Regions from separate parts of the Mus musculus genome. Here regions 1, 2, 3, 4, 6 and 7 are each linked to region 5. A link is a contact called in public HiChIP or PLAC-seq data. All regions are on one chromosome and are shown on one strand. The core of a region is the stretch at or near the end of the contact, and the rest is flanking DNA. Distances in the headings are between cores, read along the strand shown. Region 1 holds the start of Tinagl1 (tubulointerstitial nephritis antigen-like 1). Region 2 has its middle 24 kb from the start of Ldc1. Region 3 holds the start of Zbtb8a (zinc finger and BTB domain containing 8a). Region 4 overlaps Col16a1 (collagen, type XVI, alpha 1). Region 5 holds the start of Khdrbs1 (KH domain containing, RNA binding, signal transduction associated 1). Region 6 holds the start of C77080 (expressed sequence C77080). Region 7 holds the start of Hcrtr1 (hypocretin (orexin) receptor 1).

What was found. HiChIP or PLAC-seq counts read pairs in DNA pulled down with a chosen protein or histone mark.
Region 1: a FOXA1 HiChIP or PLAC-seq map of pancreatic cancer cells shows a contact between it and region 5. The contact joins the promoter of Tinagl1 here to the promoter of Khdrbs1 in region 5. A contact is called at or near these places in 2 of 39 promoter capture datasets (hippocampal neurons and stem cell-derived epiblast-like cells), 13 of 115 datasets of contacts at active chromatin or transcription factors (the NIH/3T3 cell line, T-cell acute lymphoblastic leukemia, astrocytes and 10 more) and 1 of 9 other capture datasets (adipose tissue).
Region 2: an H3K4me3 HiChIP or PLAC-seq map of forebrain shows a contact between it and region 5, with 2.8 times the contacts expected there. The contact joins the enhancer-like site here to the promoter of Khdrbs1 in region 5. A contact is called at or near these places in 1 of 39 promoter capture datasets (hippocampal neurons) and 6 of 115 datasets of contacts at active chromatin or transcription factors (astrocytes, embryonic basal ganglia, embryonic forebrain and 3 more).
Region 3: a contact with region 5 is called in an HNF4G HiChIP or PLAC-seq map of pancreatic cancer cells. The contact joins the promoter of Zbtb8a here to the promoter of Khdrbs1 in region 5. A contact is called at or near these places in 1 of 39 promoter capture datasets (liver) and 3 of 115 datasets of contacts at active chromatin or transcription factors (effector CD8 T cells, memory CD8 T cells and pancreatic cancer cells).
Region 4: a contact with region 5 is called in an H3K4me3 HiChIP or PLAC-seq map of forebrain, with 4 times the contacts expected there. The contact joins the enhancer-like site here to the promoter of Khdrbs1 in region 5. A contact is called at or near these places in 3 of 39 promoter capture datasets (embryonic stem cells, hippocampal neurons and liver), 1 of 15 datasets of contacts at CTCF or cohesin (embryonic stem cells), 1 of 484 Hi-C or Micro-C datasets (the G1E-ER4 cell line), 11 of 115 datasets of contacts at active chromatin or transcription factors (acute myeloid leukemia, craniofacial prominence, embryonic forebrain and 7 more) and 1 of 9 other capture datasets (liver).
Region 6: an H3K27ac HiChIP or PLAC-seq map of T-cell acute lymphoblastic leukemia shows a contact between it and region 5, with 4 times the contacts expected there. The contact joins the promoter of C77080 here to the promoter of Khdrbs1 in region 5. A contact is called at or near these places in 2 of 115 datasets of contacts at active chromatin or transcription factors (T-cell acute lymphoblastic leukemia and pancreatic cancer cells).
Region 7: an H3K27ac HiChIP or PLAC-seq map of SST interneurons shows a contact between it and region 5, with 7 times the contacts expected there. The contact joins the promoter of Hcrtr1 here to the promoter of Khdrbs1 in region 5. A contact is called at or near these places in 7 of 115 datasets of contacts at active chromatin or transcription factors (SST interneurons, astrocytes, embryonic forebrain and 4 more) and 1 of 9 other capture datasets (adipose tissue).

What each region holds. Positions count from the first base shown.
Region 1 is chr4:130,172,210-130,176,109 of GRCm38.p6, forward strand. Tinagl1 (tubulointerstitial nephritis antigen-like 1) reads right to left here and starts at 2,593. Exons shown (of 12, transcript NM_001168333.1): 1 at 2,514-2,593; 2 at 1,684-1,998; 3 at 723-786. The coding sequence starts at 1,990. Gm52490 (a long non-coding RNA gene) reads left to right here and starts at 1,113. Exons shown (of 3, transcript XR_003955116.1): 1 at 1,113-1,162; 2 at 1,503-1,562.
Region 2 is chr4:130,196,831-130,200,714 of GRCm38.p6, forward strand. No RefSeq gene overlaps it. Among named protein-coding and RNA genes, the nearest start is that of Ldc1, 24 kb to the right of the region's middle. Within about 2 kb of position 2,276, at least 54 of the 459 cell types and tissues checked have an H3K27ac peak or open chromatin away from gene starts, as enhancers often do. A contact at or near this core is called in forebrain and hippocampal neurons, where this site is marked.
Region 3 is chr4:129,376,621-129,380,393 of GRCm38.p6, forward strand. Zbtb8a (zinc finger and BTB domain containing 8a) reads right to left here and starts at 1,408. Exons shown (of 5, transcript NM_028603.4): 1 at 1,120-1,408.
Region 4 is chr4:130,085,445-130,089,007 of GRCm38.p6, forward strand. It overlaps Col16a1 (collagen, type XVI, alpha 1), which reads left to right. Exons shown (of 70, transcript NM_028266.5): 52 at 375-419; 53 at 560-613; 54 at 775-810; 55 at 1,046-1,108; 56 at 3,178-3,249; 57 at 3,428-3,481. Among named protein-coding and RNA genes, the nearest start is that of Gm46871, 8.0 kb to the left of the region's middle. Within about 2 kb of position 2,082, at least 22 of the 459 cell types and tissues checked have an H3K27ac peak or open chromatin away from gene starts, as enhancers often do.
Region 5 is chr4:129,740,386-129,743,905 of GRCm38.p6, forward strand. It overlaps Khdrbs1 (KH domain containing, RNA binding, signal transduction associated 1), which reads right to left and starts at 1,918. Exons shown (of 9, transcript NM_011317.4): 1 at 1,394-1,918. The coding sequence starts at 1,775.
Region 6 is chr4:129,246,554-129,250,363 of GRCm38.p6, forward strand. C77080 (expressed sequence C77080) reads right to left here and starts at 1,890. Exons shown (of 7, transcript NM_001033189.3): 1 at 1,568-1,890. The coding sequence starts at 1,793. All of the region lies in intron 1 of Gm12976 (a long non-coding RNA gene), which reads left to right.
Region 7 is chr4:130,137,685-130,141,088 of GRCm38.p6, forward strand. It overlaps Hcrtr1 (hypocretin (orexin) receptor 1), which reads right to left and starts at 1,478. Exons shown (of 9, transcript NM_198959.2): 1 at 1,324-1,478; 2 at 395-512.

The DNA of each region.
Region 1 (3,900 bases), core at 1,343-3,842, 430 kb after region 5:
CAGCACCCACGGACACATGGTCTCCCTGTTCCCACAGTGACCCCGGCACCCCTCACCCATGAGGCAAAGCAAACAGCTATGTGCAACACATTCCAAAAAGTTTCCTTCTCCCAGGGGCCTCTCAGTCCAGGCAGAGGGAGGGGTGGGGCAGGTTCAGGGCAGCAGAGACCCTTCTGTTTCCAGTAAGGTCTCCATAGTTGCCACCTGATCTACTTCCCAGCTCTGAGGATGGGCTAGCCATGGCCCCTTCCTCCCCCTGCCTGGAACTGGGGGTTTGGGGGTAGGGAGAGGGCACATTCCAGGGAAGGCCCTGCTGCAGGCCACTGGCTGATGGCCAACGCAGTCATCCCTGACCCTTCATCCCGCCCAGGACAGCGGATGCTGCAGAGGTTTCCTTCCTGGCGTCCCCTTGGACTCTCCTGTGACAGCAAGCCCAGCTGGGAAGGTGGCCAGCCCAAACCAGGAGGAGTGGAGAAAAACTTCTGGCTTAGGTGTGGCCCCCAGCCAACCTAACGATGGCTGACCACTCCCAGGCTTGTGACTAGAATCTTATTATATGAGATGGCGTGGTCAGTTTGAAAGTTTCCACATTACAGATGAAAACACTTGAGGCCCAGAGAACAAAAAGAACTCATCCCTGGGAAATGGGTGATAGGGGTTGGGGCCAAGTCTGTTTGCCACATAGCGATCAAATTGAGTCCACCCCAATCTCTCACACTCACCATCGATTGCAGTTGTCCCAGTAGGTTCCGAAGACTGGGTAGATCCGGCCCCCATGCATGCACCCTACCAGAGGGAGAGAAGGAAAGAAGAAATGGCTAAATCCTCGAGGATTTTTTTTTCAGTGTTGCTTGAAAGAGTCAAGTAAGACTACACGAGGGACTTCAGGAGGAGCAGCCCCAAACCTCCCGAGCTGGTGGTAATCACACACCAATCCCAGCCCAACGAAATCTAGAGACAAACTACATCCCAAACTACATCCTAGAACATCCACGGGTTCCCACACAGGGTGCCACACACAAGCTGTTCAAGGACTCCGTTTGGGTCCATGTCGTTTCACCTGGATGCCAGCCATGACATTCCTGGTACCCTTTGTCACTCAAATGAGTTGGGACTTGCCCATGGGCATGGAAGGAGCTTTAGGAAAGAAACTGAAGCCCAGGTAAGGCAAGCAACTCCTTTTAAAAGGCCCAGCATTTTGATATAAAGCAACTAAGGCATGGGTTTTCCTTAGCCCAAAGCCCAGCAGGGTTTGGGATGCGACAGGAAGGACTTCCGTAGTTCTCCTACTGGGACAGGGAAAGGACACGTGCAGGCCATTCTCAGAGGTGCTGAATCCTAAGTGAGGTCTCTGGCTATGACAACCTGGCTGGGCCCTTCGTGCTCTATCAGCCTCAGGATGAGTCAGCAGGTGGGGCTGCCACCTTCCCCATACTGACTGAGAGATAGTGCTGGAGCCTGTCTGCCCTGCCCTAGGGCCTAACAGGACTATTTTTTTTCAGTGTTGCTTGAAAGAGTCAAGTAAGACCACACGAGGGACTTCCAGAGGGGCAGGAAACAGGGTGAGGATTTCTTTTCTACATTTTTCAAAGCCTGGAAATACCCATTATCAGCCTTGTTCCTGAGCCTCGTTGGGACTGGGAGTGACAAGGTGGCCGCTCTGCTGGCCATCTCGGTGCCCACCTTGGACGGGAGGGAAGGGGGGTGGAATCCCGAGGCAGAAGTCCCAGAAGTCGGGGCAGCAGTCAGAGACGGTGCGGTTGCAGAAGAGGTCACAGTAACAGGTGGCTCCCAGGTAGGGCAGGGCACACTCGTCAGCACGGCCTCGACAGCACATGTCCTGCTCTTGGCAGTATCTGCCACCGGCGTCCCGGATGCCCCGCAGGTGCAGCCCTGGCGCCAGCTCCCTGCGCCAACGACTCCGCCGGGCCTCCAGGGCAGCCTGGCCAGCCAGCAGCAGCAAGAGCAGCCCCAGCCAACATCCCCACATGGTGCCTCCTAGACCCGAGGAGAACAGAGGTCAGGGGTCAGAGGTGTTGGCTTCTGGAGACTCCCTAACAAACGTCAAGGGTGGGTCTCCCTTCACACGTCCTGGAGCTTTCCTAGGAGGCTCAGCAAAGCGGGGAACCCTGACTCCCGAGTCTCCGGGAGGGAAAAGACAGCACTAGATGTCAGTCCACTCATGGGACAAGAAGTAGACCCCCCTCCCTGACCTGTTTAGGGACTGTCATGGACAAGGAAATGGGACCTTGACATTTCCAACACGCATTCTCCTCTCCTGCCCTTGGTCCCTCTACCTCTCTGACGCATCTGAGTTGGATTGTTGACTCTGTGTTTCCTCCTTATGCATGCCCCCGCCCTTCTGTCCTTGTGTCCCTCTGACCCTCTGCTCTGCGTCCCTCTGACCCTCTCCTCTGTGCCTCTCTGCCCTGGGTCCTTCTCCCTCAGTGTGCCCCCTCCTCGCTGCTCCTTCTCTCAACACCCTCTACCCTCTGATCAGGGAGAGTCCCTACCTGGTGAGGGGTGTGGGCTGGACCCAGGCTGCCCTGCGCGCCTCCGCCTCCAAGCTCGAGACTGCCAGACCGAGTCAAGTGAGGAGCGCAGGGCGGGACGCTTTTTGTACCGCCCTGCCGGCAGCACCCGCCCCAACCCCGGACTGTGGGAGGGGAGGGCGGGGCCCACTTGTAGGTACCTGGAGTAGCCCTTAGCTCCGAGGGAACGGCTTAAGGACAATGTGTACGCGACTGTCCTCCTTGAGGGATCTCTTGTCAATGGAACCCTCTTCTTAGGGAGCAGAACTGCAACTCACGGAGAAAGAATTGTGGACTGATAGTAGGAAGGACTTTCCCAGCGATTTTACGAAGCTGAAAACGTGAACAGAAGCGGGCGAGGAGGCAGCTACGATCAGAGTTCAGGACTTGATAGGGACCAAGAGCTAGGGGCAAAAATCTCTAACCCCCCCCCCCAACCCGGCCCTCCAGGAAGAAAAATAGCCAGGCACATCCTTGACCCAGTGACCCTGGGCTGGGGGCCACTCCAAGCCACAGCAGCTCCCAGGAATGACAGGAATTCCCAAGGGATGATTCAGGAAGCTGCCTAGGCTCACGGAGCTCCGGGCAGCTCCTCCCCAGGAGGTGGGTGCGGTGCGGAGTCTGAGCTTACCCAGCCGCCCCTTGTGGGGTCTGCCCTCCCCCAGTGATGGGCACCTTGCCCAACACTGCCCCCTCCACCAGGCCCAAGGGCATCCTTCTTGGCCCAAGGTCCCGTGGCGGGCCCCACATCAAGGGCCCTGGCAGCTGGGGCCCCCTGCAGAGCCCCTTTCCGTTTCTGGTCTAACCTTTGCCTTGCCCTCACACAATGGGGCTTCTGTCCCTTGAGGCCTTCCGGCTGTCACTTTGTGCCTCCCCATTGTGCAAGCTCCTTCTTCCAACAGATTGGGCCCAGGGCCAGAGGACTCTCTAGGTGGAGGAAGGACACCACACCTAGACAGTTATCCTAGCCTTCTCTGGGGCAAGCAGGAGCGCGGGGATTCTCTTAGTTCTCCGAGACACCTCCCCTTAGCTGTCACTCTCTGCAGAGAGCAGTCAGTACAAGGGATTCTTGTGACCGAGCTACCCCCTGCTGTGAGGCAAGGGTGGTGAGGCACCAGGGGGTGCGGAAGCACCCAACATACAGACCTATCCATTCGTACTCTGAAAGGATCTGAGAGCACGAAGCCTAAAAGATAAACTGAGGCTCAAGAGAACAGACAAGGTCTGGATGCAGCTTCCTTGATAGAGTGCTTGCTTAGCGTGTACAGAGCCCTGAGTTCGTGTTTAGCATCGTATAAAAACTGTGGGGCTGGTGAGAATGGCTCAGTGGGCAATGGGGCTTGCCACTATACTGACGACCTGAGTTCAG
Region 2 (3,884 bases), core at 1,026-3,525, 460 kb after region 5:
AGCAAGAAAACATCGAAATTGTACAAACCCAAAACCATATCCAAAAAAAGGAAGTTGGGGTGATGTTTTCTCTTTGGGGACAGGGGTGAGAACCTGGGGGGAATACAGGGAGAGCCTCTTCGGCAAATGGTAGTGGCCAGGCTTTGGCTTTAGACATGAGCCACTACCCGGCGCCTTGTTTTACACGGTATTTTATTTATTTATTTATTTATTTATTTATTTATTTTAAAGATTTTTTTAAAAAAAGATTTTGTTTTAAGCATGTGTGTGCATGTGTGCATTCATGTATGCATGTGCTTGTGTGTCTGCTTCAATATTTTCAGGTATCCCTGGAGGTCAATAAAGGGCCTTAGATCCTTTGGAGCTAGAATTACAGGCAGCCGTGAACTGCCTGACGGGAGCTGGAGACCAAGCTCAGAGCCACTGGAAGAGCGTGCCTTAACCACTGAGTCATCTTCCCATGGCGCCTTTGTTTGTTTGTGTTTGGTTTGGTTTGGTTTGGTTTGGTTTGGTTTGGTTTGGTTTGGTTTGGTTTGGTTTGGTTTTTCAAGACAGAGTTTCTCCATGTAGCCCTGGCTGTCCTGGAACTCACTCTGTAGACCAGGCTGTCCTCAAACTCTGAAATCTGCCTGCCTCTGCCTCTGGAGTGCTGGAATTAAAGGTATATGGTACCACCGCCTGGCTTCTATGGTGGCTTTTAATCAGTGTGGTTTCTTGCATTTGTGCTGTATTTAAGCATAAAACCGATCTGGGGACTAGGAAGATGGCTCAGTGGATAAAGGCACTCGCTGCCAAACCTGACCTCAATTTGATTCCCTGAAGCCACAGGATGGAAGGAGAGAGCCAACTCTCCCAGGCTGTCCTCTGATCGCCACATGCATGCCATGGTATGTGCCCACCCCTTACTCCCCCACCCCCTAGTCCCTCACCTCTGACAAAGTAAACAAATAAATATAAATTAATGTTTAAAATTTTTAAATTTCACTGTAGAGTTTAAGTATTTTACTTTTTAAAGCTTGATTTTTTATTTATGTGTATGAGTGTGTGTGTGTGTGTGTGTGTGTGTGTGTGTGTACTACCTGCATAGGGATGCCAGCAGAGGTCAGAATAGGATGTTCCTGGAGTAGAAGTTATAGGGAGACTTGTAAGTCACCTGATGTGGGCTCTGGGATCTGAATTCAGGTCCCTGCAAGAGCAACATAGGGTCTTAACTGCTGAGTCACCTGTCCAGTCCTTGGATTTTGTTTTAAGGAGAACCTTCCAGACTACTTATTAAACACGCAGACTCCTGGTCTCACCTCCCAGAGATGATCCAGTGGGTCTGAATGAAGATCAGCTTTAAGCAACTAAGATGTTTGACGACAACAATAGCGTCTAACTTTGGGGGAAGTTATATAAGAATTTCAGGTATTTCCCTCTTTTTACAAAGCTCCCATTGCTGTGTGGATGCCGTGTATATGCCGGTAACCCCAACAGTCAGGAGACTGAGGCAGGAGGCTAATGAGTTCCACGTCTCCTCTTTGACCTCCTAGGTCAGCCCAGACCTGTCAGCCTCTCTGGTCAGTGCTTCTGGGCCAGCCTCCTCCCCAGCCTATGAGCTGTCTTCTGTATCCTCTGATTCCATCTGTGCGTCACCTTCTCGGGCACTCCCTGAATTCCCTTCGTCATCCAGCACGTTCTATCATTCTCTAGTTTATCTCCTTATCTACTTCCTGTCTCCCTCCACTCCCACAAGGATGCCCTTGCAAAAGAGCTGTGATCTCTCTTGTTCCCTTCCTGACTAACCCTGGGGCCCACGGCAATGTGGCAAAGAGTAAGTGCTCAGTAAGCATTATGAATGAATGAAGTAGGCAAGGACAAATGACTACTGAGAATCGTCTCTCTAGACTATTAGCGCCTCAGAAGGTGTGGGGTGGGGTTGCAAAAGAAAAAGAGGAAAGGGGGGTGGTGCTGCAATGGATCAACGTGTCTTGCCACCAATTCTGGTTTCAGGATTTCGATCCCCACAACTCCACAAAGGTTGGAAGAGAAGGGAACCAACTCTTGGAAGTTATCCTTTGGTTGCCACGTGGTCATCGTGGCAAGAGTGTGTCCCCTGGAAACACACTCACACACATACAAAATAAACGAAGGTTTAAAGGGGCGGGGACGGGTGAGAGGCGGGGATGGTGGTGGTGGAGACTCATTTGGCCTTTGATAACTGGAGTTCAGAAACCCAATGGGAGCTCAACCCAGGCGCAATGCCGATCACGGCCAGTAGGTGGTAGAAAGGCACCGTGGCTGAAGCATAGACTAAGCAGGGCACCTAGCACCTGGGTTGATCCTGAGCCATGTTTGCTGTGCTCAGACCTCGCTGAAGAGTGGGACCCACCGAGGACGGTAGACTTTAATCCCTGGCTTTCGTACTGGCGAGGGGACCCAGGGAAAGCTGCTTCTACATGTGGGTAGGAAAAAGTCCCGAGGACTTCCGGGGTCGTGGGTGGAGTCGGGATCTGCAGAGATCCCGGGCCACCTCAAGTGTCAGGCATCTCCCAGTCTTTGTACCTCCATCAACCTCCACCCACTCTGTACCTGTGCCCACGGCAGGACACGGATGAGGACAAACCGACAGCTCTCTGACTCCAGCTGTCCTTGCACAACCCGCAGCGGTGCGCAGGCGAATCCTCTCCCAGCCTTGTTCTGGCTGTGTGCCTGCTCCCTTCTGGGAACAAGAAGCTCCTCCTGCCCTCTTCTCTTCGTGATGGCCTTGGTACTTGAATCACTGGGAAGCGAATCTGAGGAAAATTCAGCCTGCTGGCTCCAGTGCTCTACACAGGCTTCGATGCATCACTCGCCCTCCACCCTGCCCTGCTTGGCTTGAGGGCTAACCCGCTTCCCGCCTGGCTTCTAAGCCTTCTTTCTCTTCCTTGACGGATTTTGCTCTTGGAATTCAGAGCATGATTTCTCACCCTAAAATGAACCCTCCCTCTTCCTTTGGTCCCCGTCTTCCTGCAGCCTTCCCTTCCGTTTCTGCTACAGTACATCTCCCTGAGGAGCTGTCCGTGCTGGGCTCCCTCACACTCCTTGGACCCCAGAAGCCCATCAGTGGCCTCCGCCTCATCTTGTTTTTTCCCTCACCTCATCTCGTTTCTTTCATCAGCAGCCTTGGATACAGCCGAGCATCCTTTTCTTCTTTTTCTACTGCTGATGTCCTTGACCCAGAACTGTGGAGGCCACCCAATATTGTCCCCTCTCGTTCTCTCATCTTGACCTCTCCTTAGAAACTGGTTCTTGTAGGGTGTAGGGCCCTCCAAACTTGTTGAAGCAGAGCCTTGATTTCCACCCACCCAACCCCCATTCCCCACCCTAGCCATGAAAGGGCAGCCCTGGCCCTAAACCTTGAAGTCCGATTTTGTTGTTGTTGTTGTTGTTTTGTTTTGTTTTTCGAGATAGGGTTTCTCTTGTATAGCCCTGGCTGTCCTGGAACTCACTTTGTAGACCAGGCTGGCCTCGAACTCAGAAATCCGCCTGCCTCTGCCTTTGCTGGGATTAAAGGCTTGCACCACCATGCCCGGCTTGAAGTCCGATTTTACTTCCTCTTATACCCATCTGTCGGGCTGCCTGGCGGTGTTACTGCTGCTCAGAGGAGGCCGATTGCAGTCCGTGACGGGGTCTCCAGGCATCTTTCTCTATCGTTCTCCAAGGAAGCAGAAGGGATGAATTTCGAGGATCTCTGGTCTAGCCTGAACGAAAGGTTCCAAGGGGCTCTGGTCTGGCATGAAAGCCTGTGCAAGTAGCCTGGGTCTCTCCCGCTACTGCTACCATCCAGCAGCGCCAGTGCCAGAGGCAGCAGTGGTGGAAGGTGGCGAGTAGCATGCAGTCCGGAACCACAGCAGGAGCTGTGA
Region 3 (3,773 bases), core at 158-2,657, 360 kb before region 5:
ACGTCTTTGAATATTAAAAAGTATATAATTGTGCCAAAAATTTGCCTAGTGCATCCCAGCCCTCCCGAGGTGGAGGTAAGATCAAATTTTCAAGTCTAGCCTGAGTCCGCTTTAAAACAAAGAATAAATAGGTAAATAAAAGTGCGATTTAAGTGATAAAATCAGCGAAGGTTTTGGTACTTTGGAGACTGTTCCGGGACGCTGCAAGAACAGGGCGCCTTGGGGGGCTGCCACGTCTCAGCTCCCTGCCTAGGGATGAGACTCCCTAACCATTAGCGTTTTATTTTTCCCCCTTTCCCCTTTGCTAGGTAGAATAAACAGCCGGAACCCGTAGCCGTCTCATAAGAAATTAAGTGCAATATTTCGTCAAAGTGAAACCACTCCATTTACTAAAGTTCTGCAAATAGAAAGACTTCTAGGTGTTGGCGGCGTGTGTGGTTGGGTGCCCGCTAGGTGTGAATCCTATTCCAAACACGTCTCGCAAAGACGTGGATTACGAATAACCGCACGGTCAAGGGCGAGTAAGCGCGCCAGAGCGCGAAGGGACTAAAGCCGACAGTGTCTCCAGGTGGGAGATGCCAGGGACATTCTGCCGCGGGGCCAGCTGGGGCTCCATATTTCTGCCCTCGGTTCTAAGCCCAGAACTGTCGCGTCGTGATGGAAAACCAGAGAGTGGAGGGCGGAGTGAGACCGCCGGGCTGCAGCGCCCCGCGCCCCGCGCCCGACGTCTGCAGACACGCCCGGCCCCGTGGCGCCGCCTCGCCGCCGCGGCCGTCAGGAGGCTCGGGCGCCTTCCCGCCTTTCCCCGGGCCGGGCCAAGGCTGGCGGCGGGGCGGGCGCGGGCGGCGACGGTGCAGCCATTGTCCCGCAGCCGCGCCCGGGGCCGCCGCCGCCGCCCGCGTCTCCTTTGTGGCCGTCGCCGACCCTCGGAGCCGCCGCTCTGCGCCCCCGGCTGCAAATGGCGCCGGGTGCCCCCTGCGTCGCCCGGCGCACCGGCTGGGGTTGCAGTCCCGGGGCGCACCCCGGCGGCTCCGCCGCCCTCCGCCAGGCTCTGGGCCCGGCCCGCAGCCCCGACGCCCGGGCCGCCCTCCTCCCGCCCGCGCCCGTGCAGCCACTTACCGCGGGGCTCTAGCCGCTCGCTCGCTCGCTCGCTCGCGCGCGCGCGCGCTGCGGAGCGATTCCCGGTTCCGGGTAGGGGAAGCAGCCCCTTTCCGAAGCCGAGGCTTTGCGCCCTAAAACAAGTAGCCCCAACGTGGGAGAAACAAAAGGTATTTGCTGACGTGGGCGTTGGACAGAAACGCCCGAGGGCTGAGGACACAATTAAAGGGGCAACGCACAGATTTCAGGCACCAACCAGCAGCTTCGCCCACTCCCCCTGTCCGTGCCCACGCCCGACTGCACCCTCCGCAGGCACTAGGGCGCCCAGGTTCCCCAGCAGTTGATTGGGGATCATTCTTTTAGTCGGGAGCTTAAATTTTAAAATTGTACTTTACGTTGGGAAAGGCGCCTCCGGAGGGCAGAAGGGCTGGATTTCTAATATGTGGAGATATTGGTTCAAGGAGAGAGGGAGGGACTTAGGCGTGCCCACAAATACTGTATACATGTGACATTATTGTACTTAAGTTTAGCGACGTAAAATGGGAGAGAGTTCCACAAAATCGCCCTTTGACGAAGCACTTAATTTCAGTTATAGCCTTTTAGAAACCTCTGTAGGTCCCCATCAAGCCCTTTGAAGAGGCAAGCCCGGAGGGGCTGAGATTAAGAGGCCGTGATTCTTTATATAAAACTAGTACAAAACAGTGTTTCGTGTTTTCAAATATAAAAATTGGTCGTAAAATCAAGTTTCTCTTCTGACGTGACCCTAATATTTATGGCACACAAATATCAGGTGATACATTTCCTAAAATAGTAAACCGCTGAATTTTCATACTGCTTAAATTCCACAAACTAAATTAGTTTTCTACTTCTTCACGCTGATTGTCAAGTAATGCGGAATGGGGGAGAAGATTCAAAGTCTCAAAGCATGCGTTTAATATTTTGAGGCGTTCCTCTCCCAAGCCTCAGTCAAGCCCATCAGGGTCCTATTTCTCCGATCTCCTCACTAAGTAACTATGTATTCGAACATCATTCTCTCTGAGAATACAATACAGTCATTTCTGAATGAAAAAAAAAAAAAAAGGAGAAATAAAAAGGAAAGGGACATGCCTGGTCCTAGGTATAGTGGAGGAGAAAGTTTATTATAGATATGTGGGAGAGCACAGCCAGAGGCAGGAACATCTGGGAGAGTACAGAGTGAACTGAGCTGTGCCCTGTGATGTGGGGTGGGGGAGGGAGGAGAGAGAGCAGCAGAACCAAGTACAGCAGGAGACCCAAATTACAAAGAGGGTAGGGAGCCAAAATGGTTGGATTATATAGGGAAGAATAGCTCAGCCCCCTGGACTGGAGGATTCAAGCTAGGGGGCCGGATATGCCAGCCTAGAGGACCCTGTAACAGGTATTGGACTGAGGGATGCTGGGAGAACCTGGTGGCCAGGTCAGCTTTGACATGTTAACTAGGCACCCCAGCTATTTGTCCCAGGTTTGACACCTAACAGTTTCTTAATGTCACACCTGTTTACCCCAGGGGTGCTCTGTGATTAAGATTCGTTTCCTGGACTTTTGAGGTAATGGGAGATAATGGAAGGAAAGGTAGACCAGTGCTTATTTGAAAATCACTAGGACAGGGCTGGTGAGATGGCTCAGCGGTTAAGAGCACTGACTGCTCTTCCAAAGGTCCCGAGTTCGAATCCCAGCAACCACATGGTGGCTCACAACCATCCATAATGAGATCTGACGCCCTCTTCTAGTGTGTCTGAAGACAACTACAGTGTACTTACATATAATAAATAAATCTTTTTTTAAAAAAAGAAAGAAAATCATTAGGACACCAGGTGTTGTGGCACATGCATGTAATGCCAGAACTCAGGAGGCTCTGAGTTCGAGACCACCCTGGTCTACATAGTTCCAGGACAGGCAGAGCTACATAGGAGACCCTGTCTGGGGGACACACACACACACAGAGAGCAGGCAGGTCTCTCTGTGCTGTTCTCTTTCAGCCAGGATTAAGCTCAAAACAACTAAGCCAACCAGGAGGATCCCTTTCCCGGTGGAGGCCCGGTGTGCAGGAGCCTTTTGCCTACACAGTTGTCTAAAGGGAAGTTGGAAACAATTCTTTAGCAGCTATTCTTGTCTGCTCCCAACCTAGGCCCCGGACAGGTGTGCAGGATGCCTTTGGGAAGCCCCTGGGCACAGTGGCCAGGGTTTACTTTGGCCAGGTCACCCTGTCCCTCTACGCCAAGCTTTCAGATAAGGGCCATGTGACTGAGGCTCTACAGGGAGCCAAGTTCAAGTTCCTGGCCACCAGAAGATCCATATCTCAAGGAAGTGGAGCTTCCCCAAATGTAATGCTGATGAATTTGAAGACGTGGTAGCTGAGAAGTGCCTTATCCCTGTTGGCTGTAGGGTCAAATGTATCCTCACTTGTGGTCCCCTGGACAAGTGGCAGGCCCTGTACTCCTGAGGGCTTCCACTGTGCTCTCCTATACCCCACCGAATCATACACAGTAGTAAATCTCAACAGTTTGGGGGGGAAAAGGTTTGGGGTTTTTTGTTGTTGTTGTTGTTGTTTGATTGGTTGGTTGGCTGGTTTTGGTTTTTTTCGAGACAGAGTTTCTCTGTGTAGCCCTGGCTGTCCTGGAACTCACTTTGTAGACCAGCCTGGCCTTGAACTCAGA
Region 4 (3,563 bases), core at 832-3,331, 350 kb after region 5:
AGAGCGAAAGCATAGCGGAGGGAGCAGGGAGAGGGGTGTGAAGCAGGGAAGGGTGGCTGGTGATAGATTACAGGATGCCTGTAAACCCAGCCTCAGTGGGAAGCGTATGCCTCATTCATTAGACAGAGGGGAGCCCCGGAAGGCTTTTGAGCCAGCGAGTGACACAGTCAGAGCTGGACCTACACAAGAGAGATTAGCTCATAATTTTTGGCCAGATTGCTGTAGGCCAGGAGGTAGCAGGATTAGTTAGCGGGCTGGTTCCAGGGAACTGAAGGGCCAGGTGGAGAGGACACCCCTACCTCGTGCTCTGCCCACCCCCAGGGCCTCACTCCTCATGTTTCTGAGTGACTGATTCTGTTACTTTGCGTCCCCAGGGCCCACCAGGATCTGAAGGCCTTCCAGGTCCCCAAGGTCCAGCGGTGAGTGCCGGGCACGGGGTGGGGTGGGGTGGGGTGGGGTGGAGAGTGGGGGTGGGGGTGGGGGAGTGCCCTGGCCTCTCCCTGCGGCCCAAGAGACAGGAAGACTGGGTTCTCATCTGCATTCTCCTCTGTGGCAACAGGGTCCCCGAGGAGAGCGAGGCCCCCAGGGGAGCTCTGGAGAGAAGGGTGACCAGGTGAGCATTGTCTGGGAGGTTGAGGGGACTTCACCTGCTGCCCATCTAGGACAGACTGGAGGACAAGGACAAAGCTTGCAGACTTGAGGCTACCCCAGCCTGTTCCTCTTTCCACCAAGTGTCCAAGAAGGGGGGGCTGACCTCCTCATTTCTTCCCTTAGGGATTTCAAGGCCAGCCAGGCTTCCCAGGCCCACCGGTGAGTAAAGACACAGAAGTTCCCTGTAAGGCGGTCCCACTGGGAGGAGCAGGGCCTGCCGGATGAAGATGGACCTGGGCCAGGGAGGTAGGGGGTGGGAGAAACAGTCCAAGTGGCTGTGATAGATTTCAGGAGCCAGGTAACCACGGAGGGTCAGGCAGATAGATGGCGCCCACCAAGAAGGTAGGGGGAAGAAGCCCCGCCTCCAGCCCTGCCCACTTCTTCATTGACACAGGGTCCTCCAGGATTCCCAGGCAAAGCTGGAGCTCCTGGCCCACCTGGCCCCCAAGCAGAGAAGGTGAGCCGAACCCCACTTCTGCCAAAGCCAAGCAGCTGTTGCCACTGTTGAGAAAATTCACAGACAAGTCCATCTTTGTCAGGCTGTGCTCACCAACGGATGGCTCTGTGGATGGTCCCACGCCCTCTCCTAATCCTCCCTTCCCTACCCCCCTGCTCAGCCTTTGAGTAGCCTGGGCTCCCATTTGCCAGGAGACTGGCATAAACAAGGTGGGGGTAGAGGCACAGGACTGGTAGAGGCGGGTAACTAGACTGTGACAGGCCAGCTTCAGCCAGCTTCATTTCTCAAGGGGAAGCAGAGGGGGCAAGGAGCCAGGGAACGAATGAAACTGGGACCCCTTGAATGGAGGCATACCTGGAGGAGGGGTTGCCTCTCTCTGTAGGTTGTCCTCAAGGGCCCCGAAGACACAGGGTCACCTGTGATTTTGTGATAATCTTGGGACAGCAGCCTTGGAACTCTGCAGGACTGACTCTAGAACTACAGTGATAAGCTAGGCACATAGCCCTGCTGCAGTTTGGAGGTGACGTCCCTGGCTCAGCAGAAGCTGGGGCTCCCTTATGTACTGGGTAGGAGCTGGGGGAGACCCCAGGCTTAATTTCTAAGCATTGGATGGAGGAGGCATCCACAGGGCGCTGTGGTTTCTGGGAGCCTCTCTTCTCTGAAGCCACACATTAGCCTCTCACTGTACAATGAGGAAAAGAAAACAGTTGGAAGACCCAAAAGTTAGGGAGCCATCCAGGGCACACACTGTCTTAGCATCAGAGATGAGTGTCCCTCTGCCGCCTCCCCAGGCTTGTGCCCATCAGACGTAGGTGGACCTATGGTGGCTGTCAGCTCCCTCTCATGCCTGCCTTCCCAGTGAAGGATGGAGGTGGTAGCCAAGTCCTGCTTAGGCTGGTCATTGCAGAGAATCCCACACTGCTGGATAGAGGTGCTTCATCTCAACTCTCAGCGAGGCTGACATTGGCTAGAACTGTGCTGACCCCTCCTGGTCAATGGCGGTATTGCAACACCCCCGACTTTCTGCCCTGTAGCTGTGTCTGTCCATTGCCGCAGAGCTTCTCCGCTGCCCAGGGGAAACAGCAACCTTTCCTTAAGCATCTTACCTCTCAGTCCACACTCCTATTCTCCTCCCCAATTCCCTGCTTTGGGCTTTCCATGGCTATATGGCTGTTTGCAGGTGGTTTTACAGTCCCTGAGCCTTTTATTAGACAAAAGTTTGCGTGCAACCTCATAGAGTACAGACACAAGTGAGGAAGCTCTGGATAAGACCTGGAAGAAGGTTCTGGAATCTTATCCTCTGGCCCAGAAACCTAGTTTATGCTCCCAGGGTCAAGGATCAAGGGTCCCCCACCAACTCCCAGGGTGCTGAGAAGCGATGTCAAAGCCACTGGTCTGTTTCTTGACTATGTGCCACATGTTACGTGGGGCCCCTCCAGGTCCAGTGCCCACCTCCCCAGCCTCATCTCCCAGTCCATCTACCCTAAGGGCCCTGACACCCAGGTCACAGGCATGGGACCACTTCCAAATCTCTCTCTCCTAGGTCCCCTCTAGCTTCCCTCCTGCCTCATCCCAGGGACTCATCTTCAGAGTCCACCATCTGGTGACACTCCTGTGACATTTTCCCTAAGGCCTGGCCACCATGGGCCTCCACCCCAATCCCTGAGATCTGCAGCTCCATCCTTGAAAAGCTGATGTGGTGTTTCACTGCAGGCATGTGGCCCTCAGGGACCATGAGACCCTGGAGTACAGGAATCTCCTCACCTTTCCCACTTTGAGGCATGAAAGCCCACACACAATATAAATTAAACACACACACACATACACACACACACACATGTACCGGCCTCTGGGACAACCCTGAGAAGGGGCTGGTTTAAGCAAGTTCTCACTCCCCATAGAGCCGTGAGGGAAAGGGGCCTTGGTGGGTGAGGACACAGGTTCTTAGGGAGACTGTGTGGAATACATTAGTTAGTCAACGTAGAACCAGGACAGGAAGCCAGATGTCCTGACTCCCAGGGACCCCCTAGCATCCCTGGCCCTGACTTCATTGGGTGTTCCTGTTTCAGGGCAGTGAAGGGATTCGAGGTCCCTCAGGCTTGCCTGGGTCCCCTGGGCCACCCGGCCCTCCCGGGATTCAGGTGAGTGTGTGGCCTCTGGGCCCGATGGCATGTGGGATGGAGTACCTGTGTGAGTGTGTGTGCATGTTGTGGTAACAGTGTGAGTTGGGTAAGAGGTGGAGCCAACCATGGGGCTGGGTCAGACTTCCCTCCTCCTAAGCTCGAGAGCAGCATCTAGCCACGCCTTTCTCGTGCGCAGGGCCCTGCTGGGCTGGACGGACTGGACGGGAAGGACGGCAAGCCTGGCCTGAGGGTAAGATGGGGCTGGATGGGAGGCAGGAGCCCTCCCTGCTGATGAGGTGAGCTGGAGTCGCCCTTTAATCAGGGTATCCAAG
Region 5 (3,520 bases), core at 668-3,167:
TGTGGCTAGGGTCTAATATACATTTTGGGGTGGGGTGGGATCTAAAAGCAGATGCTTTCTATTGGCTTGGTCGGAGAAGTTAGGGATGCTACATCTGCATGTGGAGGGAGGGCCTTCAGGTGTTGGGGGGGGGGTTTAACACCCCGTGTGACTGACTCATGGGGTGTCTTGGTCAAGTGTTCCAGGTTCAGAGTAGGGTTTCTGAATCCGCTCAACCTTCCCAGTTTTTGTCTGGTGACAAGGTTCCATCAGCCCCTCAACAGTCCAACTATTCAACCAGTAGGACAGACTGTGGGTATTAGATGCTTAATAAAAATTAGATATCAGCCGGGCAGTGGTGGCGCACGCCTTTAATCCCAGCACTCGGGAGGCAGAGGCAGGCGAATTTCTGAGTTCGAGGCCAGCCTGGTCTACAAAGTGAGTTCCAAGACAGCCAGGGCTATACAGAAACCCTGTATCGAAAAACCAAAATCAAAAAAAAAAAAAAATTCGATATCATAAAAAATACTAAAACCATGTCTAACAACAGGCGGCGGTTTGAATAAGGAAAAATATCTAAGTCGCTCAAGTCCGGAGAAGAGAGCTCCATAGTCTACAATCAGAGAACAAAGACTACCATTCTTAAACTATCTCTACTCCAGCAAAAACTAAAACAAAAAGACCAATTTCTCGTTCATCTCACGCAAAAGAACCTGCCTGCCGCCCCTTACCTCCCTCTATCATTTCTTTCTACGGTCTCCTGGGCTATCACAACCCCCCCCCCACACACACACACACTTTTGCATAACTTCAGAAACACATTTCAAAATAAAACAGAGAAACCATCCGGGTCTGCAGCAATTCTTACTCGACAGGCCGAAATGGAAAGCTTGGCTTGAGAAAACCTCAAGCTCACGGATTCTCTCGTCGCCCCGACCTCTAATGAACTTAAACCCGAGTTCCCGCTAAATCCCGCCCCGCTCCGTAGATGCGCTGTGCGGGACCGGCATTCCGGCTATCTCTACCTTACACCCCAGGTCTCCATCACCCGCGATTCCCCCCCCCAAATGTTTCCTCTTTGGGAAAGCGGGGAGAAATAGGTTCATTTCTGTTAAGAGCCGGCCCTTGGCGCGCGGGGCAACTACTACGGGAGGAGAAGGGGGCGGGAGCACGGTACTATCCATCAAGCTCTCCGCGCTCTGAGATCGCGAGTCCTCTTCGGGCCTCGTCCGTGGCTCAGAAATCTTCCCTTACACCCTGAGCCCGGGTGGGACTGTGGGTGCAGAATCTCGAAGGCCAGGTCGAGATGACAACTCTCGATGCCCGGGCTCCGAGGGGGTGGGAGCAAGAACAAAGCGGCGGCCACCCACAGTCAGGACCGGGAGACCCAGAGGACCCGCCAAGAACCGCTTACCTACGGACAGCAGCTGCATGGCGTGAGTGAAGGACGGGTCGAGCGAGTCCTTCTCGGCCATGAGTTCAGGCAGGTACTTATTCTCCGGCTCCATCTTGACCGCGGCTGTGGCTGACGGGGGCAGCAGCGGGGTCGGCGCGGAACCCACCACCGTCGCGTCGGGACCAGGGGTGGAGGGAGGCAGCAGCGGCGGCGGCTGGGTGGCGGGCGAGGCCCGAGCGCCTCCTCTGGGCCCACCTCCCCCTCCCCGGGGCCGGTGAGGAAGCGGCGACGGCCGAGACGGGGTCAGACGCACCGAGGGGTGGGCACCTGACGGGTCCTTGGAGCAGCTGCGGCCCGAGGACCGGGTGAGGCGCGAGGCAGGATCGTCCCGGCGCTGCATCGGGGATGATGGGTGGCGAGCGAACGAGCGAGGAAGCGACGCGGCGGCAGCTGAGGCCCGAGCGGCGGTTGGCGGGGGTGGAAGAACAGGAGCGACAGCGACCGAAGCCGACCCGAGCGACCCAGCGAGAGAGCACCGGAAATGAGGCGGCGCGCGTGCGCAGGCGCCTACCGGCACCGCCCTTGAGTTTCTCCGCGGAGAACAAAGTCCCCAGTTGGACCACGGCGCCTGCGCCGACTGAAGACGTCGCCTCCCCGCTTGGGCTCCGAGCTTAGGGCGCCTGCGCGGGCGCCCGCCGCCTTCCTTCATTTCTTTTTCTTTTCCACGTGACCCGGCGCTAGCGGTACACGTGTCTCCCCTCCCCCTCCCCCGGGCGGAGTGCGCGGAGGGGGCGGGCGCCGTGGAATGTCTTTGTCTGCGCTCGGGCCCGCGGAGTGTGCGGCAGGAGACCTGTTATTCGTGCGCCACGCCTCCTTCAACGGCCGAGCCTGGGGAGGTCCCCGAGGGAGCGGTGCCCCGGAGTGGAATCGGGGGCCGCCCCTCCAACCGGGAAATGAAAAGAACGCTTCTGGAGAGAGGGGGACGCGAGGGTTAGAGCCAAGTGAAGCCGGAAGAGAGGGAAAGACTGCGCGAGCGAACGGGATGGGAAGATGGGGATGCGGGCGGGCGTGGTGGGAGGGAGGAGGCTGACCCAGAGATAAGTGATGAGTGTGCGAAAGGGAAGCCAGGAATGGGGAATGCTGTGTGTTGCAGAACTGAAACTCAGAAGGAGTCGAAGGGGTCAGTCAGAGACGCAAAGACCGGAAGAAAAGGGCTCCCTCCATACCCAAGTAGGGCATCCAGGAAGTCAGTCGGCAAGATTTCCATTAGAGCAGGTTCAAAACTAGTGAGAGAATTATTAAAAGATGCATTTGGGGTCGGGTCAACTGGTAATGCTGCTTATCACCTGTTTTTGGAGTCCCCGGCTTGTTGGCTTGTTCCCCACCCACTCATCCCCGGTAAATTCCAAATTTTCTCTCTCTCTCTCCTTCCAACCCCGCCTACTCAGAAAGCCTCAGAACACAAAAAGGCGCCAAAAAATCCAGTCCTGAATTCCTGACTGTACTAATCCTCATCTTTAGTCACCAGCCACCCAAGCCCCACCCTAGATGACCATACCTGGGCACAAGCCCAGCTTGTGGTAGACTTGTCATTTTCTTCGCCTACAATCTATCAAAAAAGTACCAGCCATACTCTGCCCCCGACCTCTGAGGCTGGTGGACTCACCCGGGAACCCATTTCCAAATAGATATGCCTTTTTAAAAAAAATTATTCTTGAATTAGCTTATTTCGTTGGGGGTGGAGGGGACTATTATCAACCTGAGTTCTAGCCCCAGGCCCAAAATAGGAGAGAACCAGCTCTCCCAAGTTTTCTGACCTCTACTTGCACATAGAGGCCTTCATGTCCAGCCATACTAAGGGGATGAGGTGGTTATGCATCCTAGCGCTGAGGAGGAAAAGCCACAGAATTACCTCATGTTTGAGACAAGTCTGGCCTACATACACAGCACAGCTACAGGCCACCTAGGACAGGCCACCCTGTCCCCCAAAAACAAACTAAGAAGCATCTTATATTAGGTCTCTGACAAACTGCAGTCCTAGCACCTGTTAGACTGAATTGTTTTGTTGCCACCTTCTGTTTATTCTGTAAAACGGTGACTCCAGGGCCAGTCCTTAGCCCATGTTGGCTGCCTAGTTCTCAGAGC
Region 6 (3,810 bases), core at 640-3,139, 490 kb before region 5:
ACAAGAGAGAAGGAGGCGAGGCCACTGACCTGCCAACCCCAGGAGGTTCAGTGCTAACCTACCACTCAGTACCTGCAGCCTGCTCGCCTGAAAAAGAGAATCCACTCCCATAAGGTATCCCACTGGGCCACTATCCTGCCTGACCATCCGACCACCACCACAACCTGTATTGCTGTCTTTCTGACACAAGCTCTCTTAAGGCGGAAGGGAATGACTTCACCCTGAATGCCAGTGGGAAACCCTGGGACACACTCCCCTCCAGTTAGGGGCTGCAGAACCCTGGAAAACACGCCTCCAGCAAATCTTCCCTCGGGGCTTGGCCCACTCATCTCAGTCCCAGCGCCCAAATTTCTATTTGTGGCTGGGCCGCAAGGGAGCAGGGCCCTTATCCAAAAGGAAGATCTGCCGGATGCAATCGTACAAGAGGCTTTCCACCCTCTTCCTGACCCCTAAAGTTCCTTCTAATTCGCCAGAGGCAGTTAAAGGACACTGAAGGTAAACACAGCTAGGTGGGATGGGCCCTGACCCAGGCCATTCCCTCACCTTCAGCACTTTAGCTTGGCAGTATAGGAAGATAAACTTCCAGCAGCCGCTGGCCTCTACCCCCCCCCCCCGCCCCAGCAGAGACTAAAGGTCTCCCCACCAAACTGATGACAGAAACAGGAGATGGGGGAGAAGCCAAACAAGTGGCCAAAAGTACAGTGACCTTAACAGGGATATAAGGCTCCCAGTTTCTTCCTTCCCCATCTCCCCCATCTCTCAGGCTTCCCACCCCTTAGAGTCCAGGGAGAGCCATGGGCTCAAAACTTCCAAACACTAGGAAGCAGCTGCTGACTTCTCCTGGCACAGCAGCACAGGCAAAGGCTCTCCACCTCACTTGAGCCTCAGTTTCTCCATTTTCAACACAAGCAGGTTACTACGGGGGACAAGGGACTAGGGAGAGTGGTGAGTGATGAGGAGAGGACTCTGGTTCAGGAAGGTGATCTCACCACCTCAGGAGGTGGATGTTTGTGGTTTGGCCCAGGTAAGGGAGGGGAGGGGGGGTGCGGGGTGTGGAGATGGGAAAAGCTAACACTGGTAACAACCTCAAGCAAAGGACTCCAAGCTGAGTACTTTGGGGAGCTGGAACCAGGATCTACCTGGAGGGCAAAAAGAACTCCTTTTGAGTAGGCTGACCTTAAAGACCCAAAGAGACCGACACCCCAAGACCCAAGGCCACCTGCCTCTCCCATTGGCCCTGGGCCAGTGTCAAATCTCTGACCCCTTGACTCAGCAGAGGGCACAACTTAGGAGAAGGAAAGTGTCTTTCCACCAGGAGGGCCAGCCAGCCAGCACTTCCTGCGTAAACTAGGGGATCCCTGCCCAGATGGGGGTCTCTGCCTCTCACAGTTGGATAGGTTGTGCCCCTGGAGCGGCGCAGGACCTATCTTGGGGTGCCCTGGGCTCTTCACTTCCCCCAAAACCATTGCCTAGGAGACAAGCCGTCCACATTACAGCCGACCCCACCAGAGGGACCCACCCTGCCACACCCATGGGCGCGCTCGACCCAGGTGCCAGGCCAGCTCACCTCGGCTTTTGCCCTTGGCCCGCTTGGCCTTGTCGTCCGCTTTCTTAGCCCGCGAGGCTGTGGACTCGGCGCCCTCGGCCCCGGCCGCCTTCTTCTTGCGCCGTTTGCCCCTCAGCCAGCTGAAGGCACGGCGGAGGCCGGAGCGGGACTTCTTCCTGCGCGGGGGGCCGCCGGGGCTCCCAGGCTCGTCGGCCGCAGGTGCGGCGGGGGGCGCGCGGGCCGCCATGGCGCGGGGCTGGGGAGGCGCGGTGCCCGCGGCGGGGGTCAGGCCCCCTGCAGCGCGGCGCCCATGCGCGGGGGCGGCCGCCGCCGGAGACGCGCCCGGAGAAAAAAGTTTGGGCGGCGGAGGCTGAGCGATCGCTGCGGGGGCGGGGGCAGCGCGGGCGGGGCCGCCGGGCGGGCGGGGCTCGAGCGGCGGGAGCGGCCGTCGGGGGCGGGGGGGGGGGGGACGGTAGCAGCGCAGCGGCAAGGCGCCCCTCCCCGCCGGCCTTGCCCCGAGGGCGAGGTCCGGCTGCAGAGTAGAGGTTCCTCGCCCCGCCCCTCCTTGATCCTCGAGGGTCTGTCTCTCGAAAAACCCCGAGGGTGTTCGGGATTCGTAGGGCAGCGAGGTACTGGCCTTTGGATCACCCGGTGTCTCCTATGGTTGGGGAAAGACTTTTTTTCCCAGACACCTGGGACCTGTGGCAGGTATTCCCCTGGCTCAGGACCACCGGAGGGGGGTGGGGGGGAAGCCTCCAGCAATTGCTCTGTTCTTGGTTGTTTCTGATTCATTCCTGAGTACCTAGAGTGGGATGTTCAGGCCTCAGTTTACCCTTAACGAGGCTGTGATTCCCCCAGGGCACTTATAGTAAGACTCGGGCTTTCCTACTGAGATGCTCAACTACGATAAATAAGGGTGGATCTTGAGGTAGGCGACTAAGTGTGTGCCTGGAGAAGCTGGTTAAGGGAAAGCCTTTAGAAGTCTGGAAAATGCTGTGTTCATTTCCTTGCCGGCCTCTCGTGCTGTATTATAGCTGACCAAGCCCTTTTATATCTCTGATTTTATAAGCTGCGAGGAAAGCAAGGTAGGGAATGTTTCCCCCTTAGGACAGAAGGGAGAGTGAGGCCAGGAGGGAATCAAAGCCAGCATTCTGATGCTCATCTCTGCCTCGAGGCTAGCAAACCTCCGCGGCCCCCAGAAGAGTCTTGTTCATACGTCCCGCAGTTAGAGTTGAGAGTTGTCTAGCATCATCAACTTGACTTTTGTCACACAGCTTTCTCCCGGGGCCCTAGTCTGCATTAGGACAGGAACAGGACCTGATCACCCAGCCTAATCTGCCCTGGCACGCAGTAGACCTCACTCTAAGGTTGTAAGCGGACCTCAGTGCAGAGTGATCTGACCTGCTCCAGTCCCTGAACGGCCCCAAGGCTCCCAGCAGTGGTGAACCTGGGCCCTAAGGCAGATCACCTACTACCCATGCTGAGCCTCAGGCAAAGGGATAAATAAAATAAGTCTGCATGCATTCAGAAGTGGGAAGACAAATACTCTGGCTTTTTGTTTGTTTGTTTACATGTATAAACAAGTCTTTTCTGAATGCCAGCTGCTCCCAGCAGGAGGAGAGGAAGTTGGATTGGAGATCTAAAGGCGGCTGTCCTTGCCCTGGCCTTTGGAAAGTGTGGTCAGGAGAGTGTTCTTTATTCCTAACCACCAGTACCCACTCTTTCAGTACTCTCTTTCCTGTGGCAGAGTTTGGCTGTATAATCTTTAAGGCCATCATACTATCCTCGTGTCATCGTATGGTGGACCTATGTAAGCTGCTACCACTACCAACATGCCTGGCTGCAAAAAGTGTTGCTCTCGGGCTTGAGAGATTGCTCCCCGTGGTTAGGAGCACAGGCTGCTGTCCTAGAGGACCCAAGTTCAATTCCTAGCACCCTCGTGGCAACTCACAAATCTGTAACTGTGGTTCCAGAGGCTCTGACACCCTTATACAGATACATGCAGACAAAACACCAATGTACATTAAAAAAAAAAAAAAAAAAAAGCTGCTGACCTGGGCTTGTAAGGGCTCACAGAGACTGGATCCAGCAACCAGGGAGCCTGCATGAGACTGACCCAGGCTCTCTGAAGATATGTTACAGTCGCTCAGCTTGATCTTCTTGTGGGACCCCTAACAGTGGGAGCAAGGGCACAGCTGGGAGCAGGGGCTGCCTCTGACTCTTTCTTTTGCCTGCTTTTGAGATTCTTTCCTTCATATCGAGTT
Region 7 (3,404 bases), core at 228-2,727, 400 kb after region 5:
CTCCCACAAGCCCTCAGCCCACTCCTTTCAAAGGCCCTGGTCTTGCCCTCAGGTCTTTGGGGTCTCAGACCAAACTTCCTGAGGGAGAGGAGGTAGGGAAGAAAGGAAGGAGGGAAGAAAGGAGGGGAGGAAGGAAGGAAGGGAGGAAGGGAGGGAGGGAGAGAGGGAGGGAGGAAGGAAGGAAGGAAGGAAAGAAGGAAGGAAGGAAGGAAGGAAGGAAGGAAGGAAGGAAGGAAGGAAGGAAGGAAAGAAGAGGACATTAGGGACTTTGTCTACCTCCGTCTCTTTATTCTTAGTCATGGGGTGGGAATGGTGGAGCTAGGCACCTTTTACCTCCCTCCTTGAGACTCAGTTTCCCCACCCAGTGGTCCAACAGAGTATTAAAGTTACCTACCTTCCAGAGCCACGATGAAGAGTATTGAGCTCTAAGGTTTGGGAACTACTTCACCCAGAGCCTGGTACACCCAGAAGCTGGCCCTCCAGTCAGTATTCGGTATCATTATTAGCAAGCCCTGTTGTGTGGATGGAGAGACGGGAAGCTGAGAGGTTGAGTCCCTTGTTCAAGGTCACAAAGCCAATCCAGGACAGTCTGAGTCCTCCGGCCACCACAGATTTAGGAAGGAAACCCATCCCCAACGACAAATATTCTTTCTTGAGTCAGTCCTCAAGCCTTTTCCCTTGGCTGGGAAAAGGGTGCAGGGAGATATTAAAGACCTAGGTCCCGCCCACTAGACTTGCCAGATCCTCCTCAGTGAGCGTACACGCGCGGGAACGCACAGACCCGCGAAGAGGAGTGCGGGTAAGCACCTTCCTAGGAGAGACGAAAGGAGGATCCTCACGCCAAGAAACAGGCTTCTCAAGACCCCCCTTGCTAGGTCTCCTGGAGTCCCCGGGGCCGAGATGCTCCCCGACGGCCGCCAGGGGTCGCTGAGCCGGTGCGCAGGCCGCTCTCCATTCATAAATCCGGCCTGGCTCAGGCCGCTCCCTCCTCCCTTGCTCAGACCCCTTCTTCCCTTGGCTGGGTAGGGACGACCCCAGATTGGTGTTAAGAGGATGGACAGTCCTTTCGAGAGCCCTAGGGGAAGGGGCAGAGACATTGGCCTACCGATTTCCCAGCGGGACCTCCCTGCTCCTTAGGGGGTCTGGGAGGATTCCCAGAAGGGGCAGCAAGTGCGCTAAAGGGTACCTCCCGGAGGTGAGCGGAGTGGGGGGTGGCGCAGTCTTCCGGCACCCAGGTCCCCAGAGACTCCAGCCCCCTCCATCACCTGCCGATGCTCTTCTGGAATCCCCAAGTCAGTCCTGGGGGTCGCCCACGCCCCGCACCTGTTGGCTCCCGGCCCCGGGCATCCTCCGTTGCTGGAACCTGGACCTTGCTCGCGGGACTTCGCCTTGGTGCGGAACTGGAGACGCGGCGGGGTAGCCCCCTCCTGAGGCGGCGCTGTCCGCTCAGTGGCTGCGTGGTCCCGGCTCTGGTGCCCGCGGTAGCTCGGGAGGGCTAGGGAGGGCTGCGCGCCGCGGGGAGGGGAGCGGAGCGGGATGCTGGGAGGAGAGGGGAGGGAGCCCCGGCCTGTCTGCACTCGAGGTCACCCAGCTGGAGCCCCGCCTTGTACTTCACGCTTCCATCCACCTCCATTCACGCGTCCACTGGCTCATTCACATCCTTCGCACACTTACGCTCCCGCCACCCGGCATTCAGCACGCACCTGGGGTGGGGAGCGTCGAGGGGCCACAGAGCAGGGGTGGACCCCACCACTACTTGCTGCCTCACCTGACCGATTAGGGTGGTGGCACAGGTGAGTGGCATAAGGGTAAGAGGATGCCGGTGCCGCCTTCAAGCAATCTCAGGACGCGCTGGAGCAGCTGGTGTCCAGAGATGTCAGAAAGCCCTGATCTTTCCCGTTCTCCCTGCCCCAAATCCTTCTTGTTCACATTTACTTTCCCCCTCCTAAAGCACAGACATGAGGTGGAGGCAGAAGAAGGGAAGCTGGAGGCGTTCATTAACTCAATATTTACCAATCTCTGTGGCAAGCAATGAACCTGTAATACGGCCGCCATTTCCACAGGATACTCAATGCATGATCTCATTTAATCCCCGCGTCAGCCTGGGGGAGATAGTTATTACTGTCCCCATTTTACAGATAAGTCCTTGGATACACACAGCTCGGGGCTTTGCCCAAGGTCAGAGGCAGTGCTGAGGTTCGAACCTGTGTTTCACTCTCAGATCTCCCAGAGCCCCTCTAACCCCCAGTTCTGCATAGGATGTAGGCTTCCGGGGAGTAAGGCATTTCCCTATGGTGTCCACAAAGATGGGTGAGACCTAGGGAGCTGAGAGTCACAACAGAGCAGAAGAGCTCACCCAGGACTTCCTAGAACAGCAACACCTGCTCTGAAGCCGGAAGCAGGACCAAGTGGCCCTTGGGTTAACACGGAGGTGTGTGTGTGTGTGTGTGTGTGTGTGTGTGTGTGTGTGTGTGTCTTTAAGGCAGACAACAGCAGGTGCACATGATTGGATCAGGTCTCCTGGGAATCCTAGCAGGTGGGTGGGGACTTTGTCCACCTATCACCTCAAGACAGTGTCGTCCAAGCAAGGGTCCTTTCTCACACATCCCTTCCTTCCTGGGAGTTGTAACCACCATCTTCCCTTTGCAGCCAGACCCTCTTCTAAGGCACTGGAGATGCAAACAGGGGGTCTGTGAGCAGATGACTAGGACATCACCCTTCTGGGTCTGGTGACCTCTATCTACTCTGGAAGAATGGGAGTGGCTGGACCCAAGGCAGAAACTCTGTCCTTGGGTAGTTGTGGCATCTGTATGCAAGAATATAGGCCACAGATCTCTAGGACTCTAAAACTGTCATGTCTGCTCTGAGTGCTGCCTGAGGCAGGGGATGGATGAAGGACTCCAGAGAAGAGGGACTGTGGTGTGTGTGTGTGTGTGTGAGAGAGAGAGAGAGAGAGAGAGAGAGACAGAGACAGAGACAGAGACAGAGACAGAGACAGACAGAGACAGAGACAGCGACAGAGAGAGGCAGAGAGACAGCAGAGACACACAGAGAGAGACACAGTGGGGTGATAAGGGAGAGGGTTTATATATTCACAGAGGGTGGTTAGGATGTCTCTAAAGAAACTAGCCATGGGTATTTGTGTGTCTCCGTACGAGAGTAGGCTTTTGGATGATGATTGGCTTCCCCCTGGGTAAGAGATGTCTTATGTGTCTTGATTTGTCCCTTTGTTTTGGTGTCTGTGTCTAAGGACTGTATGCACACGTGTGTATGTGCGTGCGCTCAGTGTATTTCAGTGTGTCTCCCTGTGAGTTTGGGAATGTGCGTGTGGGCATGCCTTTGTGTCTACAGCTCTGCAAGTGTGTGAATGTGGAACTCGGTAGTCTGCTCCCATGGTGATGAGT